Regions from separate parts of the Mus musculus genome. Here region 2 is linked to region 1. The links are chromatin contacts, called in public capture Hi-C maps. All regions are on one chromosome and are shown on one strand. The core of a region is the stretch at or near the end of the contact, and the rest is flanking DNA. Distances in the headings are between cores, read along the strand shown.

What was found. Capture Hi-C pulls out chosen DNA fragments and counts their contacts.
Region 2: a contact with region 1 is called in a capture Hi-C map of macrophages, with 2.6 times the contacts expected there. The contact joins the promoter of Lzts1 here to the promoter of Lpl in region 1. A contact is called at or near these places in 3 of 39 promoter capture datasets (cranial neural crest, hematopoietic stem and progenitor cells and liver), 3 of 484 Hi-C or Micro-C datasets (cortical neurons, granulocyte-monocyte progenitors and uterus), 2 of 115 datasets of contacts at active chromatin or transcription factors (embryonic limb bud and microglia) and 3 of 9 other capture datasets (liver, macrophages and pancreatic islet).

What each region holds. Positions count from the first base shown.
Region 1 is chr8:68,879,111-68,882,057 of GRCm38.p6, forward strand. It overlaps Lpl (lipoprotein lipase), which reads left to right and starts at 1,445. Exons shown (of 10, transcript NM_008509.2): 1 at 1,445-1,730. The coding sequence starts at 1,643.
Region 2 is chr8:69,182,682-69,185,573 of GRCm38.p6, forward strand. Lzts1 (leucine zipper, putative tumor suppressor 1) reads right to left here and starts at 1,517. Exons shown (of 4, transcript NM_001370971.1): 1 at 1,293-1,517.

The DNA.
Region 1 (2,947 bases), core at 195-2,694:
ATACTTCTTTCAGAGGTTGGCCATATTCTAGTTATGTGCCCTGGAGTATCTCTGCCATTTCCAAAGTTGTTCAGTGGGGTTTCGCTCTTGCCAACTTTCAAGATCCACCACATGCGTTGGAGCCAGTAATGAACGTGGATGATGCATTGCTTAGCGATTGCAGTGCAAGATGAGATGGCGAGACATCTGGCTGGAATTCATCTACACAACAGCATGTTTGGCTTTTATCTGATAGTTGTGAGAAATTTAAAAAGCGGGCTTATATTAAAGTATATAGTTTTTGATCCCCTTAACCTCCAAGGGTGTGTGTGTGTGTGTGTAGAGAGAGAGGGAACCATCCTAAAAATATTGAGATCAGTAAAGAGAACTAATTTTTTGAGGTGGTTTCTCAGCATTAAGGTGGGGAATTTAATGTTTATTGGTTTTTTTTTCTAGCTAATCAGCACCCTTTTCATTTAAAAAGATACTTGCAGATGAGCACAGTATATGATGTGCTTTTATTTTTCTTGCTTTTCTACAAACATGTGCTAGTCCACTTTGCAAAAGCTCAGTATTCACCCTTGCAAAGTACAATTTAATATCAACGCATCAACATAGCTGAACAATGATAAGCATAATGGAATTTGGAATATTTCTATCATGCTCCTCACCCTGCCCCCACACTCCTAGCACCCCATATCCCCTCGCCCTGGAACATCACTAATCTATGGACTGTCTTTGTAGGTTTGGAATGGTCATTTGGCATGGCCTCTCCCACTGAAAATCCAGGATAGCTTAAAATGTTTGACCATGACTTTCTGCCTCTGAAAATAGATGTTATTCTTGAGTTTCTTGCTGAATTAAAGGATCGAGTACAATTTACATAAGGCAAAAATTAGAAACTAGTTAAAGCAAGTGGGTCTTTTCTTCTACTACAGAAGGAGACCCATATTGCCAAGATACAAAGCAGACCGTGCAGGCACCATGCGCTGAGCAATATGTGTCCTAAGGTCCCTTTGGCGCGTGGGGACCTGTGGGTGGGTGGGGGAGGGTGTGCGTTTGAAAGGATCTCTCAAGTTTAACAAAGATTTATCAAAAGGTTGTATGTGTGTGAGTGTGAAAGTGTTAGGTACACGCTGTTTAAGAGCAAAACTTCTTCCCCTTAGAAAACGGATCGTAGACTACTCAACATAAATCAGTGTAAACCCCTCCTCTCTGCCTCTATAGGGGTCCCTAGGGACCAGATTCCTCCCGGTAGGCAAACTGGAGTCTAAACAACAAGCAAGCTTTCCTTCCTGCCCTTTCCCCTTCTTCTCGCTGGCACCGTTGAGCCTCGTTACCGTTTGCTCAAATATTTGGAAGTGCATTTAGAGTCCTCCCCCCAACTTATGATTTTATAGCCAATAGGTGATGAGTCTTATTTGCATATTTCCAGTCACTTAAACAGCTGTGCAGTGGAAACAGTGTCAGACTCTCGATTTCTCCTCCTACTCCTCCTCCGAGGAATTCTGCCCCTTGTAACTGTTCTGCCCTCCCCTTTAAAGGTTGACTTGCCCTACGGCGCTCCACCGCGCTCCAGTCCTCTTGCGCCTCCTGCTCAACCCGCTCCTGACTGCCCCACGCCGCGTAGTTCCAGCAGCAAAGCAGAAGGGTGCACCGGGAGATGGAGAGCAAAGCCCTGCTCCTGGTGGTCCTGGGAGTTTGGCTCCAGAGTTTGACCGCCTTCCGAGGAGGGGTGGCCGCAGCAGACGGTACGTTTTTCGCGCCAACTCCCCCTACCCCCACCTGCAGACCCGGACAGGACCACTTTTTCTCCATCTGAAGATGGGAGGGAGAAAGTTGGAAGTACGTGCATGCACTGGGACTCCCAGGCGCAGTAAATTCCCGGGAAGGGTGGCTGGAATGGAATCCAGGAGGAGAAGGGAGAGACTCTGCCTCCCATCACGCTACGGCGACTCTGGGTTCCCGCTTTTTTTTCCTTTCTCCTGAGTTCCCACTCGGTCTCCTGCTCTCTCCCGCCGACTGCCATCGCAGGGAACGGCTGGGGCGTGGGGTGTGGAGCCTAGGATGGGGAGACGCAGAGGCCGAGCAAAGCTGTAGTGACCGGTGGTGACCTCCCTATAGGGAATAGGGGTGCTGAATGCAAGGCACGCGGGCCAAAGTGACCCTAACTTTGCTGGGACTGCGGGTCAGACCCCTCTAGAAGCGGGAAGAGTGAATCGAGGGTGCAGGTGGGAGGACGCGTTGTGTGCATTCCAACTGTACAGGGCGCTGTCGCTCTCGGCGGGGGGTTGTGAGCTACAGTGAAAGTGGGAGTGCGCGGTGGCGCCCGGGAACGCGTGGCGCAGAGTCCTGGAAGCTGGCGTCCTGCAAGCGTTCCTGTGCTCGGCTTAGCTCAGTACTCAAGAAAGCCCAGAAATGAACCTACCCTCCAGAAAACGAGGTTCAGCCACCAGCCGACTGGAGCCTGTGGCTTGGAGGTTGCCAGTTCAGCTCTGTGTCCTTTCCTTGCTGTCCCAGGAGAGGCTCGCCCTAAGGGAGGCGCTCAGCTAGCTGAGAGCACATGGGATTCTCTAGAGCCTAAGGGAGATCGCTTTCAACACTAGGTGAAAAAAAAAAAAAAAGCGGCCACCTCCACGGCTCTGCCTGCTCTCTGCCTAGAGAAGACTAGGGTCAGTAGCAAGTTGCTTTATGGCCTTGAAGTCGAGACCTGCCCACAATTGAGAAGCCTTGTAACTTGAACCTTGATTGAGCTAACAGAACACAGACTCAAAATGTGACTGAACTCAGTCGTAAAAGAAGGCTGGGGTTTCCTTGTGTTGCTGCTGGTGGAATCGCCACGAGGGTGGTGTCCCCTGGAGGTGCTCTAAGGTGGCACATCCGCAGCCTAATTCCAGTCTTAGTGGAGTCTATGACTGCAGCTAAAAGCTTGCCTTTATTTCTGCGTATAGTTGTAAATGTCTTGTTA
Region 2 (2,892 bases), core at 267-2,766, 300 kb after region 1:
ATAACATCTATGATGCACTGAAAATGGTCAGAAGAAAGAGCTAGGTAAATACAAGGTGTGGGCCATTGCCTGATTAGGGTGCATTCTCTGCCCACAGACTCCTGCCCACATTCTGCTCTGTGCCAACCTTGAAGACTCTTACCCCTGTAAACTCTAACTTGGATATTCATGTGCATACACCTTTCAAACACCTCCATTTTCCTTCTGTCTGCCTGCAGAAAATTGTTTCTGAACTTGAAGGAAGCTCAGGTTACAAATCCTCAAAATCCCTTACCAGCAGCCCCCCCCCCCCCCCCGTCAGGATCTGGGTTCTGGGAGAAGTGCATGCGGGCAGCTCATCTCTCTGTGATGGGCTGAGACTAGATTGTGTTTCCAGGGAGGAGAGACCCTCTGGTGGAGAAGTCTCGATGACAGCTACCCAGAACCCAGAGCCTGCTCCTCAGCAATCCAAGGAGCATGCAGAAAACCTGAGGGCAGAAGGCATGGTTCTTGGATCCCTAAACATCTCTAGTGCTTGGGAAATTGAGGACTGACAACCCGTGGGTGAGCAGAATGCTCACATGTGCCACAGTTTAATCCCTTCCACTTGGAGCAGGGAAGGGAAACATCACCTGGTCCGTGGTGTTTGGGTTTCTATTGCTGAGTGAAGCCAGGGCAGATGAGAAGCAAAAACAGAGGGGATCTGATTCCCTGTGGTGAATGAGAAAAAGGAGTGAACTGAGGTGTGTCAGTGTGTGTCTATGTGTCTGTCTACCTGTGTATTCGTCCAAGCTCATTCCTATTCCTTCCAGACACATGTACCTCCAAAGTTCCAGCCAGCAAGGTAAAGTTCACTAGCCAGTCGCCAGCAGCTGGATCCTCTGTCTGGGGCCCCAGTCTCTGTGGCCTCACTTCCTCACCTCTCATTTCTTCATCTCTACATTCATGTCACCTAATGCACGTCTCCAAGATGAAATTCAGGTTTACGAGAATCCCCGGTCTGACAGACAAAGACATAAGGATTGACTGATGCACACCATTTCCTTCCGGCTGGGGTCAGATTAGAAATACAATCAGTGACAGGGAAGAAGACTCCCCCACACCTACCACTGCCCTTCACCCCGATAGTTACATGTAGAAACAAAGACACCTAGACAGACGCGGACACAGACAGACAAAGACCGACAGACGAGCGGACTCACTCCCGGGAGTGGTATGCTGTAGAAAGCGAAGTCTTCCCTGTGTCTGGGCCGTCCGCAGAGCTGTAGACCCTGCACGAAGGAGGAACAGGACCCTGGGTACCCGTACCTTACCTGTCTGTCCTCCTCCGCCTTGGGGATAGCTGCAAATGGCTGCAGATTTTGATTTTTCGGTGTATTTTGTGCAGTGCCCCTTTCTCTTTTTCTGGAGGGCTCCTAGAGCCGGCGGATCCCGCGTCGCTCAAGTCACACTCCCAGGAGCAGCAGAAAGACAGAGAAACTTTCGGACTGTGAGCTTGTCGGAGCCTCCCAGAGCCCGCCAGCTCGTCCGGGCGCTCTGGCCCTTGCGCTGGGTCCCTGGCCGCCGGCGGGGCGGGGTGGGGCGGGGCACGAGTGGGGCGGGGCCAGAGTCAACGACATTCATTGGCCCGCACTGCCTGCACCCTGTCCTGCTCTCTCCCCGGCCTTTGTTCCAGACTGACAGCTGGGGTTGCTCCGACCTCCTGGCTCCTCTGTGCCCAAAGCCCGCGCCGGTCAGGCTCGCAGTTTCTTAGCTCTCGTTTCATCACACTCGGGGGTTCCTGTCTGTTCAGCCTTTCTCTATCTTTCCTCATCTTCCACTGTCTCCTCGTTCTTGCTTTCTCTGTCTGCATTCTATTCGCCTTTGCATTTTCTTTACCCATTTTCTGCATTCCCTTCTTCTTTGCTACCTCTGCCTCTTACCGGTGATTTCTCCAGCCCAACTCCCAGCCACAACCCCAGCAAAAGGTTGAGTTTCTTGGTTTAAGGACCAAACTAACGGTCTAGAGGGGTTATGAGGGTATTGCTTCACCTTGCTGCGATTATAGACCAGAGAGCCCAGAGCCTCCTGACTTCAGTCCTCAAAAAGATCCAATTAAATTTTGACACTTCAGAAGCCTGAGTGATGCTAGCCAGTAATCCCAGGGACTTGAGAGAGGCTGAAACAGGAGAATTAAAAATTCAAGTCCTGCCTGGAGCACCGAAGTGTAACCTTGTTTCAAAATATAAAGTAGAAATATATAGGCAGGGCGGGCTGGATAATTAGCTCAGAGATAAAGGTTGTGGCCTTAATTTCGATCCCCAGCAGTAAAAGCATCAGCCATCCACCCACTTTTCACCACCTATCTGAGGGTACACTGAGGGTAAGATAGTGAAAAGCAGGCCAGTCTGAAGGCAGAGGCGCTGTCCAGAAATTGCCAGCTTTGCCCTGAAAGGGGCAGGTTAAGGGAAGGAGAGTAGGGATCACTAATAGCATGACTGAATCAGAGTCTTTCTGACACTCTCCTGCCCCAAACCTCTGCTGCTCCCTCCTGCTTTTGACCCTAGATTAATTTAAAGCTTTATTTAATTATGTAATTCTAGCTTCCTGAACACTAAAGAGGGAAAATAAATAGCCAGCCAGCCTGTAATCCCAGCACCTGGGAGACCTGGGAGACTGAGACAGGAGAGTTTATGCCAGACGTCTCTCTATCTATACGTTCCCCAGTTCCAGTTCCGAGTTCCATCCTTACTCCCACCTCTAACCACCACAGGCAGAATGATGCCTCTTTTGATGGAAGCCTTTTCTTCTTTCTGTGCCCCACTCATTGACTTGGTATAAGCATGTCTTCTCAGAGGTGTCTCAGGAATTTTGGTGAATAGGGAGGATACAGAACAATTGTTCTGGCTCTTGAAGGTAACAGTGGACTCCAAA